Regions from separate parts of the Arachis hypogaea genome. Here region 1 is linked to region 2. The links are chromatin contacts, called in public Hi-C maps. All regions are on one chromosome and are shown on one strand. Each heading gives the region's core, a stretch centred on a gene start, on an enhancer-like site or on the middle of the called end of the contact. The rest is flanking DNA. Distances are from core to core; before and after follow the strand shown.

Region 1 (6,444 bases), core at 610-3,109, 670 kb before region 2:
AATTCTTCTATCCACCTGACTAAGACCTGCAAGATAACCATAGCTTGCTTCAAGCCACAATCCTCCTGGGATCGACCCTAACTCGTTCAGGTATTACTTGGACGACCCAGTGCACTTGCTGGTACAGCTGTACGAAGGTGTGGGGATTTGTGCACCACCAGCCAAGACTGACCATGACCACTGTCTCTTGGACTTTTCTAAGGGAAAATCAAGGGAGCTTGAAATTAGTGATGATAGGTAGGTATACTTAGCATGAAAATTTTTAACTTCCAAATTAAAGGATGAGCATTGTATTTCATCCCTTCCTGCCTCAAAAATGATTTTTTTAAATGGCAATTTATATTGATTGCCACTGAAATTTGACTAAACTCATTGTACCTCTTTTCTATTTATTTAAGTGACATTAATTTCTCTTTATGAAAGATAGTGATATTTTGAAATATTTTATTTTTTAATTTGTATAATAATTAAGGAAGTGTAAGTAAATACTTTTGGAACTGGAACCATTTTCATAAATATTTTTTATTTCTATCTTCCAATTTGGTATAAAAAGTCTTTGGCTCCCTCTCAAAGTATTTTTGACTTAAAATCAATGTATATTTTGGTCTATTGTTAAACTCCAGCTTTTGAGTTTTGAGCTATTGGACTCTCGAGAATTCGTTGTTCAGTTTTAGTAGTTTTTGAATGGCTACGGTAAGCGTTTCATTTTATTTACTTGCTCATGATGTGTTTGATGAAATGCCTTAACTACATGTGCTTTGCAAAATTAGTTTATTGTGTGGAGTATTGTTTTAGTGAGATCATGGTTACTACTTACACTAATGGTTCCTTATTCTTATTATTCCTTGATCTCTTGATTTCTAGTTTTGTTGTTTGAATAAGTGGATTGAAGGTTGATTCCTTGTTTACCTATTTGGGTAATGTTCATAAGCTATGTGACATGTTATATCCATATTTGAGATTTTCATAGTTTGATACATTTTATCTGCTATGTCACGCTCATTGTACTACTCTTCATGATTTTAAATTTTAGTGTGTCAATGATGTTATGCACTTGAGATATTTCATTTCGTTATGTAAATGTTGCTTTTATGTATAATTTCAGATTTAGTGGTGTATCCTTCATGTTTATTACTCCTAATCAATGTTCTGAAAATCGGACCGGACTAGTCAGTCGAATTGGTCCAACCGGGAACCGATGATAAAACAGTCCAATCTTTTGTTTATAACCGTCCTTTTGTGAACCGTTCAAAAACCGCTGAACTGGCCGGTTCAGAATAAATGACACTGTTTTGAGTTTTTTTTTTAAAAGAAAAGAAAATCCAACCCGTGCCACCTTCATTCGTGAACAAGGTTGCGAGAACCGAACCGGTCAATGAATTGGTAAAGTGACTGGTTCAATAATTCGACCTAGGTTCAACCGGGGTTTAAACTGTTTAATTAAATATTAAATAAAATTATTAAAAATTCAATATATAATTTTAAATATTTAAATTTAATAATTTATAAACTAATAAAATTAAACATTTTACATAATAAATTATACATAATTTATCAATAAAATTTCATAAATAATTTCAAACATCAAAATTTATAACTAAAATAGATCAAGATGCACCTAAATGACACACATAATGTTCTACCAAAAAAACCATTGTTTTGAAAACCGAACCGAATCAGACAAATCAACCGGGTTAATCGAGAACCGGTCAACTAACCGATTCGGTTGAAGCAAAAAACCGTCTAACAAAAAACCTATAAAAAATCGATTGAACCGGCGATTAACCGGTAAACCGTTTGAACCGAACGGTTTTTTTCCGGTTATTTATTTTTAAAAAATGAAAAAAATAAAAAAAATATATAAACCCTCCCCTCACTCGCACACAAGTCCACGGAACCCAGCCCCCTCTCTCTCTCCACCCACGGAACCCTGGCCCCTTTTTCTTTCTCTCTCCCAGCCAACAGCAGCAGGAGGCCAGGAGCCACCGCCCAGTGCCCAGCGCCGTCGTCGCCGACAAACTCGTCTCCTCAGCCAGCGTCCAGCCTCGCCGTCGCCGATCCTCTTCTCCTGGATCCCATCTCCTCGCGTCGCTAGGTCTCATCGCCGAACGAGTGGACGGTGCTGTCGCCGCCGGGCGGAACTGACCGTGGTGGTATTAGGAATCATCGCCTGTGGAAGCTCAACCCCGCAGCCCCGTCGCCTGTGGAAGCTCGGCGCCGTCGCAGGAGCTTGACGTCGTCCCCTCTGTTGGAGCGCTGGAGCGCGCTCTCTGTGTTCACCGTGCCTCCGTCACCGTGTCCTAATTCTTGTGATTACAGGTTCTGAAATTTCTGATTTCATATTCTAGTTACTTTTTGTGTCTTAATTACAATGTTCATCACCTTTGTGATGTTATATTATATCTTATCTTCTGTCACTAGGAATCATTTAGTTTGGTTAATTACTTAATTTTGTTCATGATTTTTGTTAATTGGATTTTGAATTTTGTTTGCTGTGACTTGGAACCATTTTATTTTGTTCATGATATTGAACATTTTCCTCTGTTAGATACTTTGGTAGTTGATGATTATGCCAAGCTAGAATGATCAGAGGGAAATAATGATCAACATTCCAATTTGAGGTAAAAGTTCTACATTTTGTATCTATGCCAAATTTGGTGACCTTGCCCAGTAACTTCAAGGATCTATAAAGCCATTACAGTATTTGTTGGTTTCAAGATGCATCAATCTTGTGGTGCTTCTTGAGTGGCTCCCAACTATGGATTCAATTTTATTTTTGTTGCTGATGTGTATTTTGATTCAGAAATCAGGATTATGGGAATTGTTGCTGATTTTCTGATTATGGTATTGAAATGATGTTGCTGATTATGGGAATTGTTGCTGATTTTTTTAGTTTTGATGATTAGTACTTTTGTTAAGTTGAAAACTTGATTGTTGATTTTGTTTTCTTCAAGGTTCTGAAAACCGGACCGGTTATCAATCCGTTCTAGTCACTGGTTTATTAGTTCACAGGTTCAACCGGTCTAACCGTGGTTCAACCGGTAAAACCGTTTTATAAATTCTTCAAATTATACGAAACTGAATTCTTCAAACCCCCCTTTGACTGTAGCAGTGTTCAAATTGGTACCAAATCAAAACCCTAGTTCCTCCTCAACCGTTCTGCTGCCGTGCCGCCGCCGTCCGTGTTGTCGGCCTCCGCTTCTTCCTCCTTCCCCGTGTCCTGAACCCAGGCTCTCTTTTGTAGCTCTGCACGTCGTCCCCATCCTCCCTGACTTCTCTGTTCGAGGCTTGGAGCAGCTCGCCATCGGGTCACCGCTCGCCATCCTTCTCTCCGTCGAAGGTTAGTGGCCCTGCTTTCACTTCTTCAGTTCTTCTTCTTCCTTTTATGCTCTGTTTACTGATTTCTTGGTTCTGTTTAGTGTGGTCTGGTGTTTATTGAAATCCATAACTAAATGCTGATTGTTCTTTGATTGGGTTTATCAATTGAGAGCTGCTGTTAGTGTGGTCTGGTGTTTATTGTTGATTTACACAATTTATTTGTCATAGAAGTTATCTCACAGTTCAGGGAGATAGATTTGCCACTAGTACACAAGCCTCAGCCACACTTTCCCATCCCTTAATCAAATATTTCTCAAAATCAAATAAATGAATATGGCAATTTTCAAATTGGACCTGAAAATAATAGGCAGCAATCTTAAACCTATATAAAAAAAAAGTAAGGTAACAAATACAATTCTTGTCATAACAATACAATGACTTAATTCTTTGATAATAGTTAAGTAAAAAAAATTCTAATCGTAAACTCACATTAAACAATAATCTTAGGGAAGGAAAAGATTCCTTTTGTGATCAACTATGCAACTTCAAGTGTTAGAATATCAAGAGGCATAATTACCATTTACTGTACTCTGAACTCAGGTTTTCATTTTATGATACTATCCTCAAATTTAAGAGTTCATCCTAATCTTCAGGTTGAATAAGGACTTTGCCACGTTGATATATCAGAGAGAAGATCACGCAGTTGATCAATGAGTATCTTTAGGTGCACGTTCTTGTTGGCAAGCACCTATATTAACGAACAGATATTCAAATGTTAAACACAATAAATATAATTTGAAAAACAAAATACCTTGTTTCAGCAAACTAAAGTTATTGACCCAATTAAGTTGTTTCAGCAGTATTAACCAGTTAGGTTGGCAAGCCCCTAGAAGAATAAAATAGCTTCCAGGAAACTTAGCTGACATAACATGGATCCCTCAATACACAAAATTTGAGCCCAAAGTGACAATTATTAGTTAGTTTATTTATATTGGGAATTTTGAGTTATATATTTCTTACTCCTAAAAAGCATTGTTGTTAAAAGTATACAATAAATATCTATTTATGGTTTCTTAAATTTATTCCTTGTCTTCTATTCAGGTGGATGAATGGTCAGCATTTAAGGGCACGACCATCACAGGAAGTGACCCAATTTATTGGAGATCGCTGGAAGGCATCTGACTTATTCATAGTATCAGCAGGGCCCTTTGTTGATGTGAGATTTGATTCCATATGTCTTGATTTAGTCTCATTCTAAGTTGAATTCTATTTAATCATTTTCCAAGGCACTTGAATTTATTTAGTATGATTTTGTTGTGACTTAAAACATTAGACTCAAGTATGGCAGGTTTCCTATCATTGGCTTGGAAACTGTCAAGAAAATCAAGCATGGTTATGTTTGGTGGCTTTGGAAAATATGCCTCCGCATTATATGTTGCAGCAGTGAAAGCCAATTTAGTCGAAAAGGTTGAATCCGAGATTCTTCAGTTTGTTGAGGCAGTTAAGAATAGTACTATAATTTCCTAGGTTATAAGTGACTTGTCTGTGAAGAAAGATCATAAGATTTGATTGATGATATTTCATGTAATGCTTTAAATTTAGAAGATATTTTAAAGTTCATATTAAACTATAATTATGTTTTAGAGTGTTTATTTATAATTTATTTATTATTTTTATTATAAAACGGTTTTACCGGTTGAACCACGATTAGACTGGTTGAGCCTATGAACCAATAAACCAGTGACTAGAATGGATTGATGACCGGTTCGGTTTTCAGAACCTTGCTTCTAATAATTAATTTGCAACCAAGAATGTTAATGACTTGTTTGTAATCAAGACATTGGTTTCTCCTTTCATTATGTGTGGCATTGCTTTTAGTCATCCCTTTCATTTTTATTAAACTAATTTGTGTGCTTAATTTTCTATCTGCCATTAGATAACTGAAGAATGACTGTTTTGAAGCGGTACGTGCTGAGAATATTCATATCATTGAAACACATTACGGCAAATGTTGTGGATAGAAACCATGGTCATGTTGTAGCAACCTCCTCCACAGCGGAGCACTCCATTAAACAGTCACTTGAGAGTGGCCGGTCCTGCAATGCGAAAGCAGCTGCTGTTGTTGGGGAGATATTGGCCATGCGTCTCAAAGTTGAAGGACTTAAGGATGGACAAGGAAGAGGAATTTATGTCAATGTAACTAAGGAAATAAAGAAGAAGGGATTTAAGAGCCAAACCAAGGTTTGGGCTATTGTTAATGCCCTTAAAAACAATGGTGTTAAACTCATAGATGAAGATGATGGTAATGATTCTTCTCCTAGTCATTCATAAGATGTCTTTTGTATATCTATAAATATATTAGAATGTTTTTGTATCCAATGATAATATAGGAATGCAGTGATTTTTGTACTAAGAACATCTTTTCAATATACAAATACACCTATCTTCTGCTGTTATATTGATAGTAAATGTAAATCAGAATAATGTGTACTAGATGCTGTCATTTTTGTCACTTAGTTCTGTATTTTGGGCTGCCACTTTCATTTGGCATGCATATACTGTAGTAGCTACATCATTCACAGAAAGTTTATGTCCAAACAAAAATAGGTAATGATACCTACAATGAAAAAATATATATATATCATAACAGGTCCATCATACAAAGTTTCAGTGTTTACACTTTACAGTGCTTATCCTGCACAACTCTATAGTTTTATTGAGTCTTTCATGAAAATATGTTAGACAAAAATCATAGAGTTGACCAGACTTATCAAGAATTAAGAAGTGAGAGGGAAAATGATATATTTGTAAGGTTGCTAATTGAAATTAGTGATGATAGGTAGGTATACTTAGCATGGAAATTTTTAACTTCCAGATTAAAGGATGAGCATTGTATTTCATCCTTTTTTGCCTCTGAAATGTTTTTTTTTTAAATGGCAATTTATATTGATTTCCTCTGAAATTTGACAAAAATCATTGTACAGTTTGATAAAAATCATTGTACTTCTTTTCTATTTATTTAAGTGACATTAACTTCTCTTTATAAAAGATAGTAGTATTTTGAAAGATTTTATTTTCTAATTTGTATAATAATTAAGGAAATGTGAGTAAATACTTTTTGAACTA
Region 2 (6,949 bases), core at 182-2,681:
ACACTGAACGACAGGCATGATTCCGTAGCTTCGTCGCATCCAATAACTTCTCCCCAATGGCTTCCTATTATCTTGAACGTCTCTGCTGACCACGTGTGCAGAGGGACCCCAAAGCACTCTAATCATACCCTTCGAGTTTCACTACGTTCCTCCTCATCCCATCTCTAGACGTTATGAAAAAGTTGCAGCAAATTATTCATTTTGAACGTGTAGACTTCTTCTGCACTCAAAACGCTGTCAAAGGTCATGAGTGCTTTGTAGGCTCCAAGTTCTCGTACTTGTACAACCTGAGGGAAGTTCTTTCTAATTATAGTCTTCAAGGATCTATTGTCAATAGCCTTTGTAGTTCCGCCTATTAGACTCCTCTGTAGCCATTCAAGATTCTCCTTTGCCACAGGAACCTCCATCTTCTTCGTCCACCCGTTGCCATGTGGATCTTCTTTTTTCCCTGCTTCTGCCTGTCTCCTACGCTCTTCGATACTCTTCCCTGAAACCTTCAGACCCTCCTCATGTTGAGATTGATGATGAGCAATTTTCCGGCCATCGCCCTCCACTTCATGCCTCTTAACATTCTCCACTTCATTTGTTCGTCTATACCTCGCTTCTCCTACTGAAACAACCTTTTCTCGTAACCTCATTCTATTCATCTCCACAATAGCTTTTGTGGCTCCACCCTTCGTTGTATACCGGATGAACGCAAAAATGTACATATTACCATTTTTTTGTTTTCGTGAGAGATAAATATCATTTATTCGCCAGTCTAGTTGAACAAGTGGTACAGCTAGCTCTTTGATATGTCTTCAGGAAGATGATCTACAAAGATAGAGAACGATTCGTTTTCCAATCTACAGTACTCTTCTCGATTCCAAACCCTCGGATCTTTACGAAATTGCCTAATTCTACCCCTCCCTGTGTTTTCCACCCCCTCTCTCTCTCCCTCTCTCATCTCATCTTTTAATCACAAGTTCTATCTAATTATATTAATTCGAGAATGATCTATTAGGCTGCGTTTGTTTACAGAGATAGGACACTAAAACAGGGACACTGAGACACAAAATCGTGTTTGACAGAGAAGACATGGACAAAGACAATGTGTCCAGAGACACTGAATTAGTGTATTTGTGTCCATCCTGACAGGAAGAATACAGAGACACTAACAAGGAACACAACTTATTTTTTATTTTTTCTTTCATTATTCTTATTAATTTTTTATAATTATATTTTTATTGTTATATTTTTCATCTCAAATTTTTTGAATGAAAAAAATGAGAATAAATTAAATTTTTATAATTTGTTTTAGTTTATCACTAAATAAAATATAAAAATACCAAAATTTTATATTTTTATCTATCATCAGTATCTTTTCCTATCCTGTTTTTAGAAACAAACGCAGCCTTAATAATGATGCGTGGTTTAAAAGAGTTTCAACTAGTAGATATGAAGCTGCAGATCTGGAAAGCAGAAAGGGAGCTAATCACATTGGGCGATTAATGAATGAATAATGAATAATATAGTAGTAGTAAAGGCAAAGCACAGAGGCACAGTCAACAGAGTCCAGCTGTGGTCCGCACACCTATCTATCGCCTCCCCTATCCTATTGGTTTCTGAATTGTGAAGTAGTAATGAAATGTTCATGTATAGAAGGCGCGTGAGATGGAGGGAGTGAAGGTAATTTTCACAATATTTGAAAGGCCATGAATCTACGCCGCGGGAGCAGAACATACTTCCCACTATCTTCCTTTCCCTTTAATTCCAACTCCCTCTCTCTCTCTCTCTCTAAACCCACTCACTCTTTTACATTTCATACCTCTCAAAGGGGAAGACATAATTAATTTGATCTGTAGTAGAAAGGTTTTCACCCAACTCCGGTGGGGCGATACAGCCCAGCGCCACCACCATCGCCCGGGCCCCACCTTACATCACTCACATACACACTCTCTAATTTTCTTGTTTTTTTTTTTTTGTTTCCTCTTCCCCTTTTATAATATTCTCGATCTCTATTTCTCTCTCCCTCTCTCTCTATACCTTCTCTATTACGCATTTACGCGTATTCGCAACCTTCCACATAAACACTATCTATACTTTGTTTTACTCCTCTTTATTTCTTTCTTTTCTTTTTCCTTCTATCTCTCTTTCTCTCTCTGGCATAGATTGCGAACAGCCTGGTTACAGCTTCAAGAGGGAACTTGGCTTCTCAAGGAATCAAAGTACACTCACACACCAACTCCAAAAGCCTTGCCTTTCTTTCGCTCATTTATGTTACTTTTTTCGTCTTAACCTCCAGAGTTACTTGCATCGAACGGAGAAATAGTCCATTTTGGTTTTCATGTATGCGTGTCTTCTAGGATCTTCTCTCAGAGCCTGTATTGATAGCAGCATTGGGTGATTTTGGTGTTGATCTAAACAACATTGACTGGTAATAGTGATGCACACTGGTGGTAGACTCGTTGCTGGTTCCCACAACAGGAACGAGTTCGTCCTCATCAATGCCGATGAGAATGCAAGAGTAAGCTCTCCCATTCAATTGCATTTAATTTTTCATCTGTTCTTTCTCATTTCCATCTCAATAAAGCATTCTTTTTTTGTTCTCTTCTGGGTTTGTTGGCTGCTTCAATAATAGGGTTTGATAACTTTTTATGCAACTAATCTCTGCGTATTTTTCTTCTAATTCTTTGGCTATAAACGCAGATTTTACATATATTATTGTTTGCTTTGTTTTATTATTCTGTTCTTCTAAACTGTCGGTGGGATATGAAGTACATGATTTCGCGTTTGGGTTTTCTTCGATGAATCAATGGCAACGTGTACTTCTGACAAAACGCTTAGTTTTGATGAGGTTCTGTGCTAACCTTGGCCATTTTTGTCTCTATGCCTTCATTCATTGGTTGAGGATAAGGGTCCCGTTCCGTTTTGGTAGCTAGGAGCTAACCTTGATAATTGTTTCAAGTATTGAATTCCTATTCTTGTTTAACCCCCTAAATTGTTGGTCATAAACCAATTTGCTTTTGAGTTTCTGGTATTGGGAGTTCAGGATTGTGGGTTCTCCTGGGGTTTAAAATCAGATTAGATTGGTTTGTGGCAAAGTTGGACTCTTAGATCGTGTCACATTCACAAAAATGTTTAAACATTCATGGGAATTATTAGTTTAATGTAGATACTAAGATGCCAATAGGAATGGATCTTTCAATTTTCTAAAATATTGCACAACTGAAGAACTCAAAGCTAATTACACCTTTTTTGTCTGCATTTGTTCTTATCAGATTAAGTCTGTCCAAGAATTGAGTGGACAGAAATGTCAGATATGTGGGGATGAGATAGAAATCACAGAGGACGGGGAGCCGTTTGTTGCGTGCAATGAGTGTGCATTCCCCGTTTGTCGGCCTTGCTATGAGTACGAGAGACGAGAAGGGAATCAAGCATGTCCACAGTGTAAAACCAGATACAAACGCATCAAAGGTGAAATTGTTGCTATGTTATTATCTCTCCTTGACAACTTAGTTTTACTGTGCCGAATACTAATTAATCAATGAATTACAGGTAGTCCCAGGGTTGAAGGTGATGAAGACGAGGATGATATTGATGATTTAGACAATGAGTTTGAGTATGGGCATCATGATGCCTTTGGAACCACTTCGGATGCAGTGTCTTCCGGACATTATGCTAATTCTAATATTGCTGGCAACCCTGCAAATTTTGAACATGACTCAGCTCCTCTCAATTCTGAGATCCCACTTTTGACATATGGGGAAGAGGTGCATTTGCAAATTATCCTTTTGATGATTTTTAGATTTTACTTGAATTCAATTTGCACATTAGTACTAAACTAAAATCTGCATATAATACTGCTTTTATTCTTTATAGGATTCAGAAATATCTTCCGATCGACATGCTCTAATTGTTCCTCCATATATGAATAATGGAAACAGAGTTCATCCCATTCCTTACACTGATCCGTTTAATCCATGTATGTCCTGGGCTACTGCTTCATTGTGCTTTTTTTACATTTCATTTTCATATAGCTGTTCATGTTGTGACTATGGTGCTTCTGTTGTCTCAGTGCAACCAAGACCAATGGTTCCAAAGAAAGATATTGCAGTGTATGGGTATGGAAGTGTGGCTTGGAAGGATAAAATGGAAGAGTGGAAGAAAAGGCAGAATGACAAACTTCAGGTGGTGAAGCATGAAGGGAACGACAATGGTGGAAACTTTGGTGATGATTTGGAGGACCCTGATATGCCCATGTAACTCTCATACTATTACTTCCTGTTCCTTACTAAATTATTCCTTTGCTTGATTGATTGTAGTGAAATTAAGAGTTTTCATCGCTTTGTTATAATATGGTGGCAATCCATATGTAGTTGGAACATAAATGAATATCTCTTAGCTGAGCGATCTGTGTGACTGCTATGTTGTTAGATATTGTGGTGGGGTTGTGCATAAGTTTAACTACAAAGAAATTTTGTTTTTAAATCTTGGCCATATAATTTTGTTTTGCTTAGCATTTCTTTAAACATTTCCTCCCTTGTTATGTTCTGTCAGGATGGATGAAGGCAGGCAGCCGCTTTCTCGGAAGTTACCTATCCCTTCAAGCAAGATAAACCCATACAGAATGATTATAATACTCCGTCTTGTAGTTCTTGGGCTTTTCTTTCATTATAGAATTCTCCATCCAGTTAATGATGCATATGGGTTGTGGTTGACATCAGTCATTTGTGAGGTATGGTTTGGCGTATCATGGATTATGGATCAGTTTCCAAAATGGTACCCAATACAGCGAGAAACATACCTTGATCGTTTATCGCTGAGGTAATTGAGGCTGCTGCAACTGTTGCTTTTTATTTGTTGATTAAGTTTTAGTATAGTCGCCATGATATTGATATCTCATTCTATTTTTGATGCTTAATTTTTGGAGTATATTGCCTCAATATATGATTCATAAACAAATGCAGGTATGAAAAAGAAGGGAAACCATCTGAGTTGTCGAGTGTAGATGTTTTTGTCAGTACAGTTGATCCCATGAAAGAACCTCCTCTGATAACGGCAAACACTGTTCTGTCTATCCTTGCTGTTGATTATCCAGTAGATAAAGTTGCATGCTATGTCTCAGATGACGGTGCTGCCATGCTTACTTTTGAAGCACTTTCTGAAACATCTGAGTTTGCCAGGAGATGGGTACCATTTTGTAAAAAATATAATATTGAGCCCCGTGCCCCAGAATGGTATTTCAACCAGAAGATTGATTATCTAAAAAATAAAGTACATCCAGCATTTGTCCGGGAAAGAAGAGCAATGAAGGTTTTGAATTTTTTTCTTTGCCTACACCTTTTTCACTTTATATTTGTTGGCTATTAGATTTCCTATCCTGCATAATTTATTGGCTACATCCAGTAATGAACCTTAATCCTAATTATTTTGCATATAGTGTGACCTGTTAAATTGAGACTTTTCCTTTCTCAAAGTATGGCATCAATTCTCATTTGACCCTGCTATTTAAAAGAATTGTTTGGATGGAATATTACATTATAGACTGCCCCAATTGTGATTGTTAAAATCAAGGAGACAATTTACAAATTGAAAATTAAAGGGTTTTCTGTAGAAACTACAAAGTAAAAGTGTTATGTGCACGCGTGTCTTGGTGAAATTCAGTATGAATAAGTTTGAAAAAAAGTTAAGCAATTAATTGGCCATTTTCCCCCTTTTGCATGTTACAGCGAGATTATGAAGAATTTAAGGTGAGGATCAACAGTTTGGTGGCAACTGCACAAAAGGTTCCTGAGGATGGATGGACCATGCAGGATGGTACTCCATGGCCTGGAAATAATGTGAGGGATCATCCTGGCATGATTCAAGTAAGACTGTCTGTTTCTCACAAAAGTGGTTTTTCATTTTTTGTGATGCTAAATTAGAAACTTCAACATCTTTGTTTTTATAAAATTTTACAGGTCTTCCTCGGTCAAGATGGTATTCGTGACATTGAAGGGAATGAGTTACCTCGTTTAGTTTATGTTTCTCGAGAGAAGAGACCAGGCTTCGATCACCACAAAAAGGCAGGGGCAATGAATTCTCTGGTAGGCCTCAAGTTACTTTTATTTTGGTTCAGGCTTAACTAAGTCAGCTAATGATTTCTTGGTCTCAATTCTTTTCTGACATGCATTTTTGTGGTGATAATATTTTCTGAAGGTCCGGGTGTCTGCAATTATCTCAAATGCGCCTTATCTTCTGAATGTTGATTGTGATCACTATATTAACAATAGCAAGGCACTTAGAGAATCTATGTGTTTTATGATGGACCCTCAAGTTGGGAAGAAAGTTTGCTATGTACAATTTCCTCAAAGATTTGATGGGATTGATAGGCATGATAGATACTCAAACCGGAATGTTGTATTTTTCGATGTAAGTTCTCTATAGCTTGCTTTCTGCATATATTTCTTTTGCTTTCTAATATGATTAGTACTAACTCCCAAATTGTAAACAGATCAACATGAAGGGATTGGACGGAATACAAGGACCTATTTATGTTGGAACTGGGTGTGTTTTTAGAAGGGTAGCACTTTATGGATATGATGCACCTGCCAAGAAGAAGCCCCCAAGCAAAACCTGTAATTGTTGGCCGAAATGGTGCTGTCTGTGCTGTGGATCTCGTAAGAAAAAGAATGGCACCACCAAAAAGAAGGTGAAGCACAGGGAAGCTTCAAAGCAGATACATGCACTTGAAAATATTGAGAAGATTGAAGGTAAGATTTTGTTTCTTTCAACTATTCTTGCAAACTAAAGCACTTTGGGTAATAAAGTTCATGGATAGCTTACATGTTTAGACTTTGTCACAGGATCCATGGCAGAGAAGTCATCAAATTTGAATCAAATGAAGTTGGAGAAGAGGTTTGGGCAGTCTCCTGTATTTGTTGCTTCTACACTTCTGGAAAATGGTGGGGTTCCACAGGATGTGAGC

Evidence for each region. Hi-C and Micro-C count contacts between places; a contact is called where the count stands out from the background.
Region 1: a Hi-C map of leaf shows a contact between it and region 2, with 3 times the contacts expected there. The contact joins the promoter of LOC112782775 here to the promoter of LOC112784255 in region 2. A contact is called at or near these places in 2 of 8 Hi-C or Micro-C datasets (both in leaf).

The regions. Positions count from the first base shown.
Region 1 is chr20:109,875,625-109,882,068 of arahy.Tifrunner.gnm2.J5K5, reverse strand. It overlaps LOC112782775, which reads left to right and starts at 1,859. Exons shown (of 4, transcript XR_011879192.1): 1 at 1,859-2,319; 2 at 3,113-3,340; 3 at 4,420-4,534; 4 at 5,255-5,774.
Region 2 is chr20:109,208,461-109,215,409 of arahy.Tifrunner.gnm2.J5K5, reverse strand. It overlaps LOC112784255 (cellulose synthase A catalytic subunit 6 [UDP-forming]), which reads left to right and starts at 1,431. Exons shown (of 14, transcript XM_025827411.2): 1 at 1,431-2,506; 2 at 3,261-3,456; 3 at 3,538-3,752; 4 at 3,862-3,964; 5 at 4,058-4,241; 6 at 4,540-4,806; 7 at 4,950-5,295; 8 at 5,712-5,849; 9 at 5,943-6,068; 10 at 6,181-6,393; 11 at 6,476-6,734; 12 at 6,828-6,949. The coding sequence starts at 2,426.